2 separate regions of the Mus musculus genome follow, and region 1 is linked to region 2. Evidence: chromatin contacts called from public HiChIP or PLAC-seq data. All regions are on one chromosome and are shown on one strand. The core of a region is the stretch at or near the end of the contact, and the rest is flanking DNA. Distances in the headings are between cores, read along the strand shown. Region 1 has its middle 26 kb from the start of Gm51656. Region 2 overlaps Atp1b3 (ATPase, Na+/K+ transporting, beta 3 polypeptide).

Evidence for each region. HiChIP or PLAC-seq counts read pairs in DNA pulled down with a chosen protein or histone mark.
Region 1: an H3K27ac HiChIP or PLAC-seq map of regulatory T cells shows a contact between it and region 2, with 3 times the contacts expected there. The contact joins two enhancer-like sites. A contact is called at or near these places in 5 of 39 promoter capture datasets (the C10 cell line, cranial neural crest, hippocampal neurons and 2 more), 1 of 15 datasets of contacts at CTCF or cohesin (large pre-B cells), 7 of 484 Hi-C or Micro-C datasets (the AML12 cell line, CD4 T cells, the G1E-ER4 cell line and 3 more), 10 of 115 datasets of contacts at active chromatin or transcription factors (the 230-238 cell line, CD4 single positive thymocytes, bone marrow-derived dendritic cells and 4 more) and 3 of 9 other capture datasets (adipose tissue, liver and pancreatic islet).

Annotation. Positions count from the first base shown.
Region 1 is chr9:96,436,757-96,439,615 of GRCm38.p6, forward strand. No RefSeq gene overlaps it. Among named protein-coding and RNA genes, the nearest start is that of Gm51656, 26 kb to the right of the region's middle. Within about 2 kb of position 1,440, at least 283 of the 459 cell types and tissues checked have an H3K27ac peak or open chromatin away from gene starts, as enhancers often do. A contact at or near this core is called in CD4 single positive thymocytes and regulatory T cells, where this site is marked.
Region 2 is chr9:96,339,361-96,342,259 of GRCm38.p6, forward strand. Atp1b3 (ATPase, Na+/K+ transporting, beta 3 polypeptide) reads right to left here. Exons shown (of 7, transcript NM_007502.5): 4 at 842-1,026. Among named protein-coding and RNA genes, the nearest start is that of Atp1b3, 24 kb to the right of the region's middle. Within about 2 kb of position 1,566, at least 7 of the 459 cell types and tissues checked have an H3K27ac peak or open chromatin away from gene starts, as enhancers often do. A contact at or near this core is called in CD4 single positive thymocytes and regulatory T cells, where this site is marked.

The DNA.
Region 1 (2,859 bases), core at 190-2,689, 97 kb after region 2:
AACCACAAATAAACGAATGGGCCTGTCGTCTGTGCAGTCCTTGGGCTCTTGGTATAGTGGACACAAGACCCATTCCGACTGATTTTTCAGGACTGAATTACATATTGGTCCTAAAGGGCAGATGAGGAATTTGAAGGGCCCTCCGGGAGGTATTTCCCTGAGGAGACTGGAGACAGAGGTGCATGCCAAACACCCACATTCCATCAGTCTCCAGCTGAAAAAATTAATTGCCTGCCCTTTATGCCATTTGTCTTCGGCATGTGAACTGCAGTCTCAGAGTGGGAGGGGAGGAGAGAACGGCAGGCAGCTTAGAGCGGGGGTTCAACCACGCTGATCTCTTGGCTGCTCCTTTAACTCCTGTGGTGACGGATCGGATCGGAGCATTAGTCTCTGGCATCAAAACAGTCTCTCGGTCCATGTGACCAGCACTGCCGTTGCCGCACTGTAAAGCCCACAAGAATCGGCAGCCCACAGACCCATCAGTGGAAGCTTTGTGTTTGCTTCGTGTGGGTTTGCTGGTGGCCTTTGGCATAGCCACACGTTCAACACCTGCTGGAGCAAAACAAACCATGCCCAGCATTGCTGTCGCATCTTGGCCTGTCCCTGTCCTGAGACTATGGATTAGGACACTGACAAGGTCTGCCCACTCCCTCACCGCTCACACCCGGGAGTACAAAGTCTCTGCGTTCATCATGCTCAGGGGATTGCTTAGACCCACCTGTCACTTACTGGTGACCTTGAAGGCGGACAGACCGGGATTCGGACCCCGATCCTCCAGGAACCTGACATCTATTGCCATTGCCTTGACCCATGGGATAAAGGTGGCACCAGTCCCAGTGTGGCCCTGCACAGCAGCGGGCTGTGACCTTGGCTGAGATAATAGCGGGGACAGGGCATCTCCATGGAACAAGGGTTCCTATCTTAACAGTTTTTAAGGCCTACGCTGCAGGTCCTTCAATGCCAAGGTCACGAGTCAACGGGTAGAAATCTCGACATCTCATCCCTTGATCTAGAGCAATGCCCTCGTGGGGCTCCTGGCTGGGGACAGGCAAGGCGGACAGCGTTGCCATCAAGCGGCAGGTCGAGCCAGAAGCTACCCTCAGCTCTTCACAAAGCAGATCCAGTCTGCGGCCGCAATCCAAACACCGAAGGGAATCAGAACGTACGTCTTTTGTTTGCCGTGGCAGGAGAACTGTTGAGCAGAGGAAAAAACAAGCTGAGCTTAGCGCTATCAGCTGCTTCCTGGGGCTCGCTCCTTCCTTCCTCCGAGGGGGGTCTGGCCGCTTTGTTCTCGTTCCCAGCTGCACTTCTGCGCCTTTAAGCAGTGGCCTCCGCAGACCTCAGAGGAATGTAGCCCTGGGACCCCAGGGGACTTGGCTCAGGGCTCCGCCCGATACGGCCCCAAGCTCTCAACCCGGGTGCTCCTGCCCTTGCTACGTATCGCTCTTTCTGCCAGCCACTTCCTGGCTTGGGGAACAGGGGGGTGAGCCTCCCCAGAGGGGCTTCCTGTTTTCTTTGACAATCCTGAGAGGACGTGGTTTCATAGAATCCCACGAAGAGTCCACAAAAGGGTGTCCGTAATACTACTTCGATTGTCTGGGGGGAGAATGTGTCTCTCCTGGCATCCGTTTGTCCTGGTTCAGTTCCTAGCTCTAGAGGTTTCTAGCCAGTCACACCCCCAGCCAGCTGCTCAACCCCTCTGAGGCTGAAGCTACCTAGGGAAGATTAAAGCGCCAACAGTGTCTTGGATGCCTTCCCAAATCTTGGCCCACGGGGGGCCCTCAACAGGTGTTAGCCAATTGTCACTATGCCTGGGTTTTGATTACTTCAGTGACACAAGAAAACCAAACAGAACCCTTTAAGACTGATTATGTTGAAGAAGAGGGTGTGGCATAGCCTAGCTAGGCAGCTGGGCTTTCACTCGAGAGCGTTCCTCAGTGTTTTCATGATCTGTGGATCAACACTGCCCCTCCCCTCTCTCCCTCCCTCCTCTCTAGTCCTCCACCCCACCCCCATCCCACGAGGATGTTACAGATTTCTGACTGTGCCTCTAATTCAGCTGAATAAAACTGAAGTGGGACCCCACGTGCTTGCATTTCCTGGCTGAGAGGAGGTAAGACAACTGTAGGTGCCCAGATTCAGCCCGAACATTAGGCAAACTGCATTCACTTAGCTCAGACCTGGAGGCTCACGGTCTCAGAGATGCAACTGCAGGGACCACTGGCCAAAAGAGCAGTGGGAACTGTGGCCATGGGGCTGTCATTGACTGCTTTTTCTTTTTGTTTGTCTTGAGACCTTGTTTCCGGTAGTCCAGACTTGCTTCAAATCTAAAAATGTAGCCAAGAATGAACTTGAACTTTGGTATTCCCGTCTTATTCCCTAAGAGCTGGGATCACAGGTGTGCCCACCATACCCAGTCTGGGAATAGAACCCAAGGCTTTGTGCATCCTAGACATCCACTCTTCCAATGACTCCTGCTTCCCTCTCTTTCTTTTTGAAACAGGAGCTCACTAAGTAGCCCAGGCTGGCCTGGAACTTGTAATTCTCCGGTCTCAGACTCCCAAATTGGGAGGGGGCTATACACTTATCACTTGAGCCCCCTCCCCTTTTCCTTCTTTCCTTTTTATGATTTTTTTTTGTTTTTGTTTTTGCTTTTGTTTTGTTTTGACAGGGTTTCTCTGTGTAGTCCTGGCTGTCTTGGAACATGCTCTGTAGACTAGCAGGCTGGCTTTGAACTCTAGAGATCCACCTGACTCTGCCTCCTGAGTGCTGGGATTAAAGGTGTGTGCCACCATATCCGGCTGCCCTGTTTCTTAATCATCTCATCAGCCTGACTAGACAGATAGGCATTATTGACCA
Region 2 (2,899 bases), core at 316-2,815:
TTCTTCTTGTTGTTGTTTTACATTTTGAATCCAGATGCAGTTCTGGGTCCAGGTTTCCAGGATGTACAGAGGAGAGGCCCCCAAAAGTCAGGCTGCCTAAACCTATAGATGCCTACAGGTAGAGAGCTGAAGCCCACAGAGTGGTACGTACAGCAGCCCCTAGTCTCCCACCCGTGGAAAGCTCTAGGTGCCCACAGATGAAAACCCTGCCAGTCGAATCTGTCGCTGGCCTGTCCTCATCCGGGCTTATCCCACCCCCGCCCTCCACCCCCAAAGCCTGCCTATAAAGCAAGCATAGTATCCCTGTCCCATCATGTAAAGGCCCATTTCTAATAAACCCAGAAGGTGGCCCTTTGACTAGAGTACATTTTCAGCAACTACAGCAGATACAGTGAGGACAGACCTTGCAGGCCAGTGTAACTGAAGACATCCCCCATTAAAATGAACATATGAGCTCACTTTAAAGCATAGATCAAGTTCCACATTCCTTCTGGCTTACTTTTTTGGGCTTAATTCTTAGTTATGTCTTGTTAAAACATCCCATTAGCTTTGGCTATAACTACAACACTGTACTGTGCTCATTAGTATGTAGGTTTATTTCTATTCCCAGTACTTGATTACATATCACACCATATGCGTTAGCATTATTTAGATTATATATAGTCTACCACTGAACTATGAATCTTTTTGTCATAGCATTAAGTAGCACTGCTAGTCTTTTAAGTTGCCCCAATGAGATGACACTAAGGCAGGCCTCACCACAAGCACAGCAAAGAAAAGCAGCAGCACCGCATGTACAGCCTGTCAGACACGCAGCAGCAGAGAGAAAGCAAGTACGTACTCTGTTCATTTTCACAAGGATGCAAGGCTGTCCTTTGGAATAGCCAAAATTAGCATCAGTCACACCACTACATTCTTCAAGCAAGGAGACTGGAAACTGACATGCCCTATAGTCAGGACCATGCTGAATAAAAGGCGCTCCATCAGGACAACTTGTGAGGTTCTTCTGTTCTTCCACAGAATATGCTAAAAAGGAAACAAATGTGCACCACATCAGCCAAGAAAGGATACCAAACCCAGCAAGAAACAAGTCAAAGCATTCACCAAACAAGTATTTTTCAAAGATAAAACAGCAATGAGAATAACTTGGTAGCAGAGCTTTGAGGCATCCTGCTTCCAAGAGCACCCGGCGCAAGCCACAACTACAGAACTATTTGAAAACACTTCATGTGCCCAACCTCAGAGACAACAGCAAAAGCGTGCCCTATGGCTCCTGTCCTGTGGAGCTCAGTCTAGTAGGGAAAACAGCATGGGTTGAATGCTGCAGGGTATGACAAGGGGCTCTAGTGACCTGAAAGCTGAGGGGATGTGTGAGCTACAGTGGCTGCTAGGATAAAGGGGGCAGAATCTGAACCATGTACATTTTGTAAAAACTGTGTTAGGAACTGAGGAGAAGGGTTGCCAAAACCACCATGATGATCCACTCACTAAAAGACTTTATACCAGTCAAAGTGGTCATGTGACTGCACGTATGTTAGGAGTACATTTATGCTACAGAGAGAAGAATAAAGAGATGGAGGAAGTGGCACAGACTCCTGGTGCAGCACAGAGAAGATGCCAGCTGCAAACAGTGTGTTGGCAGATGGAGACTAGAAGATACAGTTAAACAACAAAGAAATAACATGTTTAGAAACCAGAAAGGAAGAAAGGAGAGAAATGCATGTGCCAGTGCACTATGGGCATTCAGGGGCAGGAAGGAAAGGAGGTCTGATGGGTACCCCCCTCCAGGAGCCTGCTCTAGTGTATGCAGCGCCCTTCTCCCTCTCACGCACCAACTTTTAGACATTCTCAGAGCACCCTTTAAAAACCAACAGCCCAGCCAGGGCAGTGATGGTACACACCTTTAATCCCAGCACTCAGAGGCAGGGGCAGGCAGAGTTCTGAGGCTAGCCTGGTCTATAGAGTGAGTTCCAGAATAGAGAAACCTCCCCCACCCTTTCTCTACTGTGTTTCTCACCTCAGCAACTCCCTCCTAACGTATTACTAGACTAAAAGTTCTGTAAGACAGATTTGTTTATTGCTAGATGGCAAGTGCCTGGCCCAACTACACTCCTATAACCCTGACAAACAACAGCTCAGCTAAAAGGAATACAGCGAAAAATTACTACTGCCTTCACTGCAGGCTCTTACCATTATATTTTTTAAAACACAGAAAATATGTTCATAAAATGTTTGAAATTATTTAATTAATAAACACATTAACTAGTAAGGCAAAGCGATTTAAGAAGATAGATATAGACAGTGTGGGAGAGATCAGGAGGATTTTTCTCAAGACAGAGAGAAATTAGAGTGTCTAAGTTGACAAGAATTCAATAAAGGGAGTAGACCAAGGATGATGTTTCTGAGACAGAGAAGGATCAGAGCCAAAGAGCAGACGTGCAAGTGGCCTCACATGAAGAAACAAGACCAGCAACATGGTGGCTAGTGTGGGTGTTTACTAGCAATGAATGAACTAAGGACTTCTATTATCTCTTCTCTCTCTCTCTCTCTCTCTCTCTCTCTCTCTCTCTCTCTCTCTCTCTCTTCCTTTCTTCATTCATTCATTCTTGAAGACTGGGTCTCATGTTGCCCAAGGCGGCCTTGAATTCATTGTTTAACTAAGATGATCTTGAATAATTTGGACTTTTGATCCTCCTGCCTCCACTTCCCAAGTGCTGAGGTTTTAAGGAGGCATCAGGCCAGATTTAGCAGAGAAGGAGGTGGAACCCCCAGTGCCCTCATGCTAGGCAAGCACTCTACTGACTCAGCTACAGCCCAGTTTCCTTTTAGTGTTTGAAGGAAGATACTGTGCTATATGAAGGTGAATTATAGGGGAAGGAGAAAGGTCAGAGGCTTGAGC